Linked DNA regions of Mus musculus: region 1 is linked to region 2. The links are chromatin contacts, called in public HiChIP or PLAC-seq maps. All regions are on one chromosome and are shown on one strand. Each heading gives the region's core, a stretch centred on a gene start, on an enhancer-like site or on the middle of the called end of the contact. The rest is flanking DNA. Distances are from core to core; before and after follow the strand shown. Region 1 overlaps Mitf (melanogenesis associated transcription factor). Region 2 holds the start of Tmf1 (TATA element modulatory factor 1).

Region 1 (3,558 bases), core at 598-3,097, 820 kb before region 2:
CTGCCTTATGAACTTTAACTGCTCTTCTGCTGGGCAATGGAAATCTCAATGTCTCCCTACCACCTGGGGACATCGGACCCCGCCTACACATCTTATTCACGGTTTGGGGTCAAACTGACACAGCTTTGAGCAGCACAAGTCACAGTGAGTCACTTGGCTAAAGAGCTGAATTATTTTGTCAAAAGTGGAACTTTTTTTTTATCAAAAGTGAAAATGTTTAACACTTTATCAAAAGGGGCCTGGGGAGGTAGCTCAGTTTGTTTTAGTGCTTGCTCCTGCAGGCACAAAGCTTGAGTGAGTCCAATTCCCAGCCCCACCCCACCCCCACCCCCACAATGAAAGCCCAGCCCCGTTGGTACAAATTAGTGATCCTGGCTCTGAGAGAGAAGAACCAGGCAGATCCTAGGGGCTGTATACCAAAGGACCCCTCTGGACAGTGGCTCCCTGCTAGCACCCCTCTCCTCCAGGGTGATAATGTACGGTACATTATCTAGCACCCCTCTCCTCCAGGGTGATAATGTACGGTACATTATCCAAGGTAAACTGCTAAGCCAGACAGCATCTGAGCAATGACATCCGTCCAAGGTGGACATTTGCTTTCTACATACATGGGCACAGTTTTGCATATACACCTGTGTACGTGTATACCTGTACAAACACACACACACACACACACACACACACACACACAAAGAGAGAGGGAGAGAGAGGTTGCACTCCTGCACACAGAGCTTAATTATAGTGCTCGTGATAAACTCGAGCAAGCTTCTTAATTTCTGATGTCAAAACTACTTACTCCTTTTCCCATTTGATTACTAATAAATTTTTCAAAGAATCCTTGTGAATAAACTGAGTTCTAGGGATGGAGGGCAGGGTGGGGAGAAGAGAATGAACAGAGAATGACCTCAAGGTTTTCTTGGAAAACAAAAATTTTTTAAAAAGGCCATCGGTACCGTATTTGCCATTTGCAAGGCCGGATCCATCAAGCCCAAAATTTCTTCATTATAACTTGATTCCAGGCTGATGATGTCATCAATTACATCATCCATCTGTAGATAAAAAGAGCCACAATGAGAAACAGGTGTAAGGCCACCCCCTAAAGGACGTTCTTGGTCCTTTCTTACCTAAAGCAACAGAGTCTAAGAAGTGAAAGTATTCTCTCCCCAAGTAAAATCAGGATATTAGTGAAACCCACTAACAGGACTCGGTGATGAAAACTCCACTTCACAGCTAGCATTTCAGCCATTAGTAGGCAGCAAGAGCTGAGCCTGGGTGTTTCCTTCCAGTGCATTATCACCCTGAAGTCGGGGAGCAGGGCTACTAGCAGGGTAGCCACTATTCAGGTGCAGTGATGAGAAGCAGCTTAAAGCCACACCACGAGCACAGCTGGGCTGTGATTCTGTTGAACACTTGACACTGGAAAGATGAGCCAGGAAGCCCCTCTTGCACAAAGCTACCACTTCCCTTTTCCTTTCCCACAGCCTTCTAGAAAAAGGAAATATAGCTGGTTCATGGCCCTTGCTTTCCAGTGGGGCCCCTGACCACTGGCTGGATTGTAGTCACTTGCAAGGAAAACACCTCTTTGTACAGCTGCCAGTGAGTCTGGTGCTCCCAGAGGAACGCACTAGGACGAGGTTATCATTACGGCTGTGGAGCTGACATTCCCTCTAGATCAATTTTATTGCTGAAGTACCAAAACACCAGTTAGCATCATAAACAACGGTGATTACACACGCATTGCAGCAGTGGTGGAGTCTGCGGAAACATTTCCTTGTAAACACCGTGTGCTCCTTCCCGGCTGATGTGTTTGTGCCTGGGTCTGAAGAGTGCTGTACGGATTCTCAGTGAACTCTGTAAATGCCCAGGGCACCCCTGTGTTCATGTGTACCTCCCATTAAAGAGGTGAGACTCCAGCATTATGCGCATTGGGTTCAAATCTAGTTTCACCCTCTTCCTGGATCAAGGGCAACGCCTCCAGTCTTCAGAAATCTCAGTATGCCAATCTACGCAATGGGGACAATAGCATATATTGTCTCACTGGGGACAGATGAGATTTCAGGAGAAACCTTCCAAAATGCTCAGAAAATTGGAATATACTATAACGTCTGATCTAAAGAATGAGTCATAGCAAGTGATTTCTCTAAAAAATAACTGGTGGTCAGGTTTGAATAGAGCTAGTATACTTCATGTTAGTTTTCGTTCCTGGCATATCAGCTTATTTATTTGCAATACATGGCTTTTTGACTGGGTTGATGAATAAGAAAATAGGCTGGAGACATATAAACCACTTTTCTTTATAAATTTTGACTTTAGTTTTAGGGGAACAAAATTAGTGTCCTTAATGTATCATTAAAATAGTATATACTTTAGCATATATATAAAGGCAAAGAAACCATTTTGTTGTTTGTATTATATTCTATCCCATACATCTGAATAAGCACATAAATACATAAATAAATGCTTCCATTTATTCGCTAAATAGAATTTAAATAATGATCTTCAGATCCTTGGGGAAGTGCTTGTGAGCTATTATTAGCTTACTGAAGCTTCATAATACAGAGAACAGGAGGTTCCATTTAGAAAACAATGCAGAGATTGGCACAGCTTGGTTTCAAAAATATATCTTAGAAGGCTGGTACAATGCTATACAAAAGGTGCTGGAGATTTATGCACATTAACTAAATCATCCTGCATTTTTTACGACAATCTATGGATATTTCCCTCTCCGTATGACTGTGGGAAACTTAAAGGGTACACATATTTAATCTTCTTAGTTGTTACCTAGTCATTCATGAGTTACTATGAAGAAAATAGGTCTGTTCATAGATCCTTCTATCAAAAAAGTATCAATGGGAGGAAAGGAGGTCCTGAAGTCATCAGGAGCTGCGATCATTCACAAATATAGATTCTCACTCATTATCAAGTGTTACATCCTTGGCCTGCCCGGCCATTCAGTACCTGCATGCACGACGCTCGAGAGTGCGTGTTCATACCTGGGCACTCACTCTCTGCCCTGCTCTGCTCCTCAAACTTATAAAATGCCTGCAGAAACAGAAGCAGAGACAGTCCATGACTCGGATTTGCAAACGCCTTTCAGCAACACATTCACAGGATGTTAGTGCCATAGCAATGTGATGGATGGAACTCTCAAACAAGCAGATGCTAACCAAGGAGCACAATAATGGTGGGAGACATGGGTGAAGCATATGGCAGATATGGGTGGATAAGAAGTATGTGCTTTGGTAGAGGCCAGATTAGAGACAAGACTCCAACCCTCACGCTAGTTTTTGTATCAAAATTTGGAGCATAAATTGGACAGGGGTGCTGCTGTGATTCAGTGTCTGATATTCCCAAATTATGAGAACTCGAGTCTCGTTTTAGTAAGGTCCTACTAAGTATGGAAGTGTTAATGTGAGTTCACAAGTGACTGTCACACAACTTTTGGGTTATTTCAGTCACCAGAGGGACTAAGTCTTTGTCCCTCTGCCCAGACCAGTGTCACCAGGCAGCCATTCATTTTGAGACCGACTGGATGCTGTAATAAGCCTTGATCTTTCT
Region 2 (3,899 bases), core at 492-2,991:
GTCATTCTTTGTCACTAGGTGACACCCGTGGAAAAAGGATTAGCACCCTATTAAGAGGTCTAAGGATGGTGCCATTGCCCTTTAAAACAGAATGTACATACTACCAAATGCCAGCTCTGAACCAGAATAGGGCTCTTAAGCCCTTTAGGATGCAACTAACCCTCCCTCCCTCCCTCCCTCCCTCCCTCCCTCCCTCCCTCCCTCCCTCCCTTCCTTAATTAGAATAGAGTCATTGCAGATATAATACAGAGGACCCAATCTGATAAGGTAGGCATCCCTATTAGAAGAGGTGAGAGGGATGTGGGAGGAAGATTAGACAATGGAGTGCTGTACCTGTACCCAGGGAACAAAAGGATTGACTGCAGACTTGAAGCTAGGAGAAGCATGGTGCATTCTCCATGAAGATTTCAGAGGGAGGACAGCTCCAGTGAACAACTTCAGACTTCTGGCTCCAAACCACAAAAGCATTTCTGTCATTTTAAGCCATCCTGTTAGTAGTTCTGGTAGTCCTAGGGAATGTTTTGGGGGATAAAATTACATTTCCCCTTTCCCTTCCGTCCCTCTAAACTTTTTCATAGACCTCTATTGCTCTCTCTCAAATTAAGTCTCTTTTATTAACTGTTAAGTATATAAGTGTGTATACATATGCGTTCTCAAATGCATTAATTAGTACAACCCTCAGTCTGTATGATGATTTCGGGGCTGCTCATTTGGTAGTGTGTAACCTTCCCAGGGGAAGATTTACCCCATTCCTAGCTTCGGCATTCCTTAAGTACCCGTGGTTCTTTGTGTAGGGTAGGAGTCTCTTTTCACAAAGGGCTAATGCTTGAATTAAATTTAGCCTTTAAATGCTGGTAGAAAATTTTTCTTTAGCATTATTAGAACCAAACCAAACAGCTGCTGACTGGACAAGGAAGGCCATCGACTTTAAATTTTCTCCCATGACCAAGTGTGGGAAAGAGAGCATACAAGCTGTATCTTTTAGGCAGTGTGCACAGTATGTACTGATGGGTTAATATTTTATTGCTTGCCAAGTGGCTTAACCCATCCAAACCGCTGTTACAAACTGCCATAAAGTGGCTGGCTCATAGGCTACAGAAACTTGATTTTTACTGTTCTTGTGACTGGGAGGTCCAAGACGAGCACAGCTGATGAGAGCCATCTATTTCTAGTTCATGGCTGGCGTGACCTTGGTATGTTATGCTTGAGAGGGCGTAGGCACCTCTTAATAGGGCATTCATCTCTTTCCCGTGGGTGTCACAGTCATCTCGTGACCCAGAAAGTTCCTTAAAGCCCCACCTCTTAACATAGGAGTGTGCTGATGAACGCCATTCAGATGACAGAATTAGGTTGAGAGGGAGGTGGTTTCATCTGTTAATGTTCCAGGACCTGGGGACCGTGCCCATCAAGTCAGGCATAGACATCCAGGCCAGGCGAGAACTGGCCAACTACTTTTTGAGTACCAAGATTAATAAGTGTGAGGCCTAGCCGCCGGGATTATAGCGAGGCACACGCGGCTCTGGTCGCTCCCGGAGGTCTGGGCCTCGGCGCAGATCGCGTCCCTCAGTTGAGAACGGCCATGAAGCCCAGAGGCGGCTGGTAACTAAGGGCTCCGCTCCGCTCCCGGATGTGGCTTCACGCTACCGCCTCCGTCCTTCCGTCTGGGCGGAACTCGGCTCCCGGATCTGGTGGTTGTGTACGTGGAAGGGCGGCGCATGCGCGGCGGGGCCCGGCTCAGCTGTGCGGAAGGCTCGCAGCGCCGCGCGGCCGCGGGAGGCGGTGGGGCCGGGGCCGCCGCTGAGGCCGCCGGAGCCGGCCGGAGCCGGCGCTGAGGAGGGGCCATGAGCTGGTTCAATGCCTCGCAGTTGTCCAGCTTCGCCAAGCAGGCCCTGTCCCAGGCCCAGAAGTCCATCGACAGGGTCCTGGACATCCAGGAGGAGGAGCCGAGCGCCTGGGCCGAGGCCATCCCGTACGGCGAGCCGGGTAAGCGGGTCCCGGGGTGTCGCGCCTGCCTGCCTGCCTGCTGTCGGACCCCAGTCCCGCACGCCTCGGCCCCGGTGCGGGTCCTGCTGACCTCAGGTGTCAGCTCGAGCTCTGGTCCTGGCCCCAGGCCCCTGACTACAGAGTCAGGAGCACAGCCCCAGATCCCCAATTGCTAGGCGTCTTCCGCCTTGGCGCCCTAGGTCCGAGCCTTGTAAATCCCCAGTCCCGGAGCCCCGCGGGAAGCGTTTAAGGAACACAAAAGACTTTGTTTACAAAAAGTTCACCGTCTCAAAACAACCCGAGTCAGGGATGGTAGACCCCGTGTTCTACAGAGGAGCTAACCGAAACTCAGAATGCATAACTTTCTCCAGGTGAGGCACAGTCTGTACGGGGCAGAGTCCCAAGAGAATTTGTGCTCCAAGAGTTCCCAACTGTAGCCCTTTTTGCAGCACCAGATCTTTCAGATGAACTGAAATTACTCTTTCCAGGATTATTCGGTTGCTTGTGTCTTTACGTCTAAGGGAGTCTGGAGCACTTTTCGTGTGTAGCAACAGACACTGGGGCAAACCTTTGGATGAAAGTTAACTGTGGTTTCTGGTTTTAGATGTACATTGTTGAAAACTCGGGACCTAAGTTGAATCATTGATAACGTAGTTTATGTATGACTGTAGATATATCGTGATCTTATTTCATTCTCTGTGGCACCTTGCTATTGGGAAGCTCGCCTTTTTGTGGTTGGACCCCAGAGCTGGAGTTACTAAACTTAAGATCAGATGTTTCAAATAAAAAGATACTCATTATCCCCCGCCCCGGGCGAAATCTGAGACATGGATAGTGCTGTATAATTTATTTTAGAGGGCAGGTTGTCTGAAATGGAATATGCTTTCTTGAATGCTATTTTCATTGATCATCTGTTGTGTTTTAGATTACAAAACAACATGGGTCTGAAGAATAGGAATAGTTTAAGTGGATGTGTGGTTACTATAATTTTGTACCACATTTTTCAAGAGGCAAAGTTAAACCCTGGTATCCGTGAGGATGCTAATTAGCTACCTCGAAGACCTAATCTTGCCTTAAGCTTTGTTTTCTGGTTTCACACACTGAACAAATAAATGTAAAACTCTGTTCCCAGTTCAGTTTCCCCAACACTCTTCATTCCTCATAGCTGTGGAATCACGTTAAGAGGCAGATTTTATTAAAGGGCTTCTTGAGTTGTTTTTTTTTTTTTTTTCTTCCTCAGGAAGTCTGTGTACCCTTTCCATAAGCTTCTAATTGCAGAGTTTTGGTAATTTTGCTATCTTAAAAAATGTGGAAAAAATAATTTGGGGTTTAAGAGAGGGGAACTTGCAGACTGGTCATTAAGTACATAAAAGTGAATTCATTCACTAGAACTCACTGTTCTCATCAGTTTAATTATGATTTTTGAAAAAGACTGTCTCTATTATCTCAGGTTAAGTTTTGAGCATTGCTGTCTGTTTAGTTTATAATGTTACAAGAATAAAATGAGCGTGTGGCTGGATAGTGCTGTGACTGCATGTGCCTGTTAGTGAAGATTTGAACTGTCTTTGTGAGATGAGCCATGTGCCTGGGATTTCACACTGGCTGTACAGCCTTGATCACTACTTTAAGCATGTATTCCGAGGGGCTAGCATACTTGCTTTGGCCTGGCAAAACCAAGTCTGGTCTTGTACTTGTTCCTGAGACTCTCATAGGTTGGCCCACACTGGTTTTATTCTTTAACGCCCAAAGTTAACCTGGAAACTAATAAAGTGATGCTGTAAGGAAAGAGTCTAACTTTTCCGAGTTACAGGGTGCAGTTCATAAATTCCCTTTGCTCCCACTTGATGACTGATGATGATTTAAATACGAATGCTAACATTCTTTACTTAATGAACTAATTTATTTTGTCAAAGGAA

What was found. HiChIP or PLAC-seq counts read pairs in DNA pulled down with a chosen protein or histone mark.
Region 1: a contact with region 2 is called in an H3K4me3 HiChIP or PLAC-seq map of bone marrow-derived macrophages, with 5 times the contacts expected there. The contact joins the enhancer-like site here to the promoter of Tmf1 in region 2. A contact is called at or near these places in 2 of 39 promoter capture datasets (hippocampal neurons and second pharyngeal arch cranial neural crest) and 5 of 115 datasets of contacts at active chromatin or transcription factors (the NIH/3T3 cell line, astrocytes, bone marrow-derived macrophages and 2 more).

Annotation. Positions count from the first base shown.
Region 1 is chr6:97,993,865-97,997,422 of GRCm38.p6, reverse strand. Mitf (melanogenesis associated transcription factor) reads right to left here. Exons shown (of 10, transcript NM_001113198.1): 4 at 2,959-3,042; 5 at 954-1,049. Among named protein-coding and RNA genes, the nearest start is that of Mitf, 190 kb to the right of the region's middle. Within about 2 kb of position 1,847, at least 34 of the 459 cell types and tissues checked have an H3K27ac peak or open chromatin away from gene starts, as enhancers often do. A contact at or near this core is called in bone marrow-derived macrophages, where this site is marked.
Region 2 is chr6:97,176,966-97,180,864 of GRCm38.p6, reverse strand. Tmf1 (TATA element modulatory factor 1) reads left to right here and starts at 1,741. Exons shown (of 17, transcript NM_001081111.2): 1 at 1,741-1,983; 2 at 3,897-3,899. The coding sequence starts at 1,842.